Regions from separate parts of the Gossypium hirsutum genome. Here region 2 is linked to region 1. Evidence: chromatin contacts called from public Hi-C data. All regions are on one chromosome and are shown on one strand. Each heading gives the region's core, a stretch centred on a gene start, on an enhancer-like site or on the middle of the called end of the contact. The rest is flanking DNA. Distances are from core to core; before and after follow the strand shown.

What was found. Hi-C and Micro-C count contacts between places; a contact is called where the count stands out from the background.
Region 2: a Hi-C map of leaf shows a contact between it and region 1, with 1.6 times the contacts expected there. The contact joins the enhancer-like site here to the promoter of LOC107916179 in region 1. A contact is called at or near these places in 4 of 34 Hi-C or Micro-C datasets (all in leaf).

The regions. Positions count from the first base shown.
Region 1 is chrD10:50,094,423-50,097,651 of Gossypium_hirsutum_v2.1, reverse strand. It overlaps LOC107916179 (midnolin homolog), which reads left to right and starts at 1,471. Exons shown (of 1, transcript XM_016845326.2): 1 at 1,471-3,229. The coding sequence starts at 2,100.
Region 2 is chrD10:50,185,846-50,189,074 of Gossypium_hirsutum_v2.1, reverse strand. No RefSeq gene overlaps it. Among protein-coding and RNA genes, the nearest start is that of LOC121222726, 46 kb to the right of the region's middle. Within about 2 kb of position 1,739, at least 2 of the 9 cell types and tissues checked have an H3K27ac peak or open chromatin away from gene starts, as enhancers often do. A contact at or near this core is called in leaf, where this site is marked.

The sequences.
Region 1 (3,229 bases), core at 222-2,721:
GTACAATTTAGAGGTTGAGCAAAAAATGGAACATGGGATCCACAAATGTTTTTAACATATTGGGCACCAATCCAACAGTTATCATGTTTTTTTTAATTAAAAAAATAGTTTTAACCTTTTGATTAGCACTCAATTTCAAATAATTGAAGTGAAAATATCATAATAAATGGTAAATAGTTTAGGGATAAGAAGGCGCATGCAGCAACAAGAGTTGATGTGTTGAACAAATGAGTGGGAAAAGGAGGTTGGTGGATATATACAACATTGTGGGGGGTCACTCACTCTGGCCCTTTTCTTCCATTGCTGTCGCTCTTCCCTCTTCAACCAAATTTTCACAATCTTTTTCTTTGTTCTCCACCTATTGTTAACTCCTATCACTATTTAACTTAACTCCATTCCATTAATTTAATTTTTTCCAATTAACAAAGCAAAATAAATTGGGACAAGCAAATGAACCCGAGAAGGAGAGGGCCCTTCACAAACTACTTATGTCCAAATTATAATTTAAATCTTTTTAAATTATTAATAATTTAGTTTAAACATTTTTAATACAATTTTTTACTTATTTTATAATTTTATCTCAACCTTTCTAAATAAAATTTTTGGTTAATTATAACCAGAATCTCTTTATATTAATCCACACAACACTACCTTCTTTTTCTAATAATTTTTTTTTAAATTTAATAGTATAAAACTATATATTTATAATGTGTTCATGTATGAATTTGATACATATAATTGTTTAGGTCATGTATAAAATAATTATATATAACTTATTAACATATATATGATTTTAGTTTGTATTTCTAATACATATACTAAAAAAATTAAAATATTATAATGGATAAATTAGTAACTTTAAAATTCGGGTAGGTTATCACAAATGCCTCACTCTACCTCAGGCACTTAAAATAAAAATCTCATTTAAAATAAGATGATATAAATTTTATTAAGTGGCCCTCGTCTTGATAAAAATATTATAGAGATATTTATATTAAGAGTTAGATAGTATTTTATTATTTTATTTAAAAAATAGATAAATTAATTCTTTTACATTAGAGCAGAAAGTAAATACATCATTTTAGTTAGAAACTTTTTTCATTTTTACTATTAAAACTAGTTATTGTATGTTAAAATGGGATATACATTACAGATCACATATAATTGTTTGATTATATTGTATTTTTAATAATAAAAAATAAAATTTTTAATAAAAATTCTAATTTATTATTTGATCTACTGTATAAAAATAATTTACTCTTTTTAAATAAAAAATTAAATACAATCCTATTATTAATACAATATCCTCTATTATATTTTTACCCTCATCCCTCGTTATAAAAAAACCCTTTTCTATGGAGTCTAATAATTTTTTATATTTTCAAGTATTATATATAAATAAGTTATAATAAACTAATAATATTTTTATCAGGAAAGAAAAAGCCAAGTAAGCATAAATATATTTAGAGATAAAAAAACAAAGCGAATTTCATAATGCAATGGCAGAAAAAGAGGGAAGCTACTCTAATCCATCCATCTACAAAGCAGAAGCATATTTTCTTCTTCTAAATTCTAATATATATTATATATAAAAGATAAAAAGAAGAAGAGCAAAGGGCAAAGCGAAGCAATGGAGTTAAAAGGAAAAACCCTTCCCAGGAGCTAAGGTGAGGAGTCAGAAGAGAGTGCTTTAGTTAGTAGATTCCTGTGGGAAGGTGGCAGGAGGGGGGTGGGGGTTGATGAAAGCTAAAAAAGGGGTGAGGGTTTAGCTTGTGTATGGTTTATATGATAATATCACTTTGTTTAATGTGTAGGCAAGTCAGTGTTCCACGTGCTCCTGGGGACTCTCTCCCCCCTCCCCCTCTTCAATGCCATATTTTTTTTCCCCACTCAATTACACACTCTGACTCTCTGTTTCCCTTCTTTTGTTTGCATCTTCCTCTTCCCATTTCTCTCTCTTTTCTTGGCAGGGAAAAAAGTGAGTGACTTGTGGGAAAGCAAAAATAAAGGCCATATCTTTGATGTGAAAAGAGAGCAATACCAGTTACAAGGAACAAAGATTTTGTAGATATTTTTTCCTTCACAGTTAGTTTAACATAATGGAAGGAATCAAAGGTGGAGGAGGAGGTAGAGTTGGTGTTGGTGTTGGTGTTGAAGAAGATATGGGAGATGGTATGCAATGCAGTAATCATCCTTATAGAAATAACCCTGGTGGGATCTGTGCTTTTTGCCTTCAAGAGAAGCTAGGCAAGTTGGTTTCTTCTTCTTTTCCTTTACCTATTCGTGCTTCACCTTCTTCTTCTTCTTCCCCGCCTTCTTTTAGATCTGATACTGGTGCCATTGCTACTAGTTGTGGCGGAAATGGTGGCGTTAGTGGTGGTGGTGGTGGTGTCGCCACTTTTTCCGCTTCTTCACTGTCTATGTCTGTTCGTCCCATAACAAAAACTAGGCTTGATAATGGCAATAATAACAGTCATTATGAAGAATGTTATACAAGGCGGGCCAGGATCCCTTTCCCTTTGGCAAAGAAGAAGAAGAAGATCATGGTGGCATCATCAGATCATCATCACCACCACCACCACCATCATCATGCTAATATTGCTTTAAAGAGAAGCAAGTCAACTACAGCTCCCAGGAGAGGCCGGTTCTTGGATGGTGAAGTAGATAATGGTGGAGGCTTCAGTCCCAGAAAAAGAAGTGGTTTTTGGTCATTTCTCTATCTTTCTTCCAAGACCCATAGTTCCAAAAAACCAGACAAGGTTGCTTCTATAGCACCACCGGCAGCCACTGTCTCAACAGCAACAACAATGGGGGGACCTTCATCCTCAAGTGCGGTCGTGAATGTAAAACCAAAGGAGAAAAGCTTGGGTTCATCATTGTCGAGAAAAGGAGGCATTGTGGTAGTAGAAGAGGAAGACAGCCCCAACAGTGAAGCCACTGCCTCAGCTGCATCATCATTTGAGCGCAAGGTTTCGAGATCCAGGTCCGTAGGCTGCGGAAGCCGGAGTTTCTCCGGTGATTTCTTCGAAAGGATCTCAACCGGGTTGGGAGATTGCACTCTCAGACGAGTTGAATCCCAAAGAGAAGGCAAACCAAAATCCTCCGCCGTCGGCGCCGCCTCATCATCATCAGCAATGAAAGAAAGGGTAAAATGCGGTGGCATATTCGGTGGTTTCATAATCACATCATCATCGTCTTCCTCCTCCTCATCTTCATACTGGTTATCGTC
Region 2 (3,229 bases), core at 490-2,989, 91 kb before region 1:
GGAAGTAGATTTCTTCCCTAAGTATTTGGACCAAGTTCTAATCTTGGAATTGATATTGTTGGGAGGACTTTACCTAAATATCATTCTTGGCTAAAAATTATATAATTTAGTACTTAAAGGAGACAATGTTAATTTTTAAACAATTAACACAATTATCTTTAAACACTAAAATACATAATTTTTGTTAAATACGGATACTATATTAAACATAAAAACAAAAATATCAAACTAAAAAAGTGTGAAACACAAATATATATTAATATTTTTATGATCAGATTGAAAGTAATTATGAAGAAAAAAAAATGCTAAGCTACTTTTGTCTTGCTCTTTATCATCCTTTTGTACTCCTAATTTATGATTGAAACAATACCGGATATGATATTAATTTGATATTTGATGAAAAAAAATTTAAAACACGTTACAAATTGATATATAAATGTATAATATATATACGTATTATGAATAATGAATTATTAATATTATAAATTCATGAAAATCACATATTTATAGTATAAGTAGGTATTTAAAAATAATATATATAAAAATTAATTAAATGTAAAGTTTAAAACTAATAATAAAAATATATATAATATGTTCGAAAGTAAAATAAAAATTTTATTTTATTTGAGAGTAAAAAAAATTTAAATAGCTAAATATATTAAATTAAAAACATTAAAGACATTTAAATTGTTTATCATAATATTCACTTTTTTGAAATGAATAAATATATTAAAATAAAATTTTGATTGAAGTGGGAAAAATAAATTCTATAAATATGGTTTAAACCATAGTATTTGCATTTTTAATTAAAAATTATGTAAAATAATTTAATCAATTGAGTTAAAACTTTTTTATTAAAGAAAACAGTTTTGTACGATTATATTATGACAAAATAAAAGGAAAACAACACGCGTGCACGTTAGTGAACAATACCCTTTGAATGTAAACAATACACTTTGCATTTATGACTTTTTGTCTATCAAATTGTTTGGAAATGATGCCCTCTAAACCCATTTTAAAATGTATTACATTAAAATTAAAGAGCTGCATTATAACTAAAAACCCTTTATATATATATATATTATTTTCTCTATTTAATAATAAATAAATTAGTAATTGTATGTTAGATCAAGAAGTAAATTAGTTCTTTTATTAAGAATTTATTTTATTTTTATTCTTAAAAACTGATTATTATACATCAGCATAATATATACGTAGCATGTCACGTATCATTGTCTAGTTATTTTGCTAGCCACATTAGTTTTTAACAATACAAATAGATAAAATTTTTAACAAAAGAAATTAACTTAAATCTAACTTACATGGACTAATTTACTTATTTTTTGAGTAAAAAAATAAAATGTAATATAATTATTAGTACGTGAACTTTTATAATATTTTTATTAAATTGAGATTAAATATTTGAAAATTGGCCTCACGATGTAGACAATACACATCAAACATTCCTATTTTTTAATAATAATGATGATGGCGATGCCTCTTCACGGTACACTTATAATTTTATACAAGACTATAAAAATTATCATGAAATCTTATGGTGACATAAAAACTAATTATTAAAAAAAAATGAATCGGTAATTAAATTAGGTAAACATTATTATGAAATAAAATTCGTGGACTAGAGGGAAGAAAAAGGGCTGAATGCAATGGTTTCATAGGACAAAAGTAGGAAAGGGAAAGGGAAGGTTGATGTTTGAATTGAAAGGAGAAAGGACAGATGGATGAAAGTTGTAATTAAGATGGGAGGAAAGTGGGGGCAACTAATGAATAATGTGATACATAATTAATTTCATCATAAACAGACGATGAAGTAAAATCCAGTGATAGAGACTACTCACCTTATGAGTTGTCAGGCTTGTAATTAGATATATTCATGAATTGAAGTTGTAACTTGATTTTTATTAATAAAAAAAATTTTAAATTGTTATTGTTATAAAATAAAGAAAGATGGAGAGAATAAAGAACAAAGAAAATATGAAAGTAATATTAGAGAATGTACTTTATTAATTAAATGGATGATTTACAATATTTCATCAGAGTCTCTATTTATAGGCATAAGAAGTATAAAAGAAGTAGATATCTAATTCTAATAACTATTAGAATTTAAAGTACATCAAAACTTTATCTTGATCATGATCGACATCCACTTAATAAGATATTCATAACACTCCCCATTGGATGCCCATTGGTAGATAATGTGCCTCGTTAAAACATTATTAGGAAAAACCCTGTGGGATAAAAAACCTAATGAAGGAAAAATAATACACAATCTTCTATTACAAGCTGCCTCGTTAAAAACCTTTATCAGAAAAACCCAATAGGACAAAACCTTGGTTAAAGGAAAAGAGTACAACTTGTTTTTAGACTCCCCCTAATGGCAACATTACATTACATCTTTGAGTCGACACATTCCAATCTTATGTAGTAGTATTTCAAATGTTGAAGTTGGCAATACCTTAGTAAAAAGATCTGCTAAATTATCACTAGAACGAATTTGTTGAATATTTATATCACCTCTTTTTTCAAGATCATGGGTAAATAATAATTTTGGTGAAATATGTTTCGTTTTATCACCTTTGATGTAACCACCCTTCAATTGAGCTATACATGCTGCATTCATTGCAATTATTTCTGCATGATTGAAGAAGCGGCAAATAATGTTTGCTTTACTGATGCCATGATATGGCAGTACCCCGACATGTAAATAAATATCCTATTTGAGATCAACCTTTATGTAGATCTAATAAGTATCCAACATCAACATAGCCAGCTAATAGGGGTTTTGAATCATTTGAATAAAATAACCCCATATTAGTAGTCCCTCTGAGATATCTAAATACATGTTTAATTCCATTCCAATGTCTACATGTTGGAGAAGAACTAAATCTTGCTAACAAGTTTACAGTAAAAGCTATATCACGTCTTGTGTTGTTTGCAAGATACATTAATGCCCCCATGACACTTAGATATGGTACTTCAGGACCAAGAAACTCTTCATTATTCTCACAATGACGAAATTGATCTTTATTCACATCTAAAGGTTGTACAACCATTGGAGTACTAAATGGGTGTGCTTTATCCATGTATAATTTCTTTAATATCTTTTCCATATAAGTTGATTAATAAACATGAATTTCATCTTTTAAATGCTCGATTTGTAATCCAAGATAAAACTTTGTTTTTCCAAGATCTTTCATCTTAAATTCTT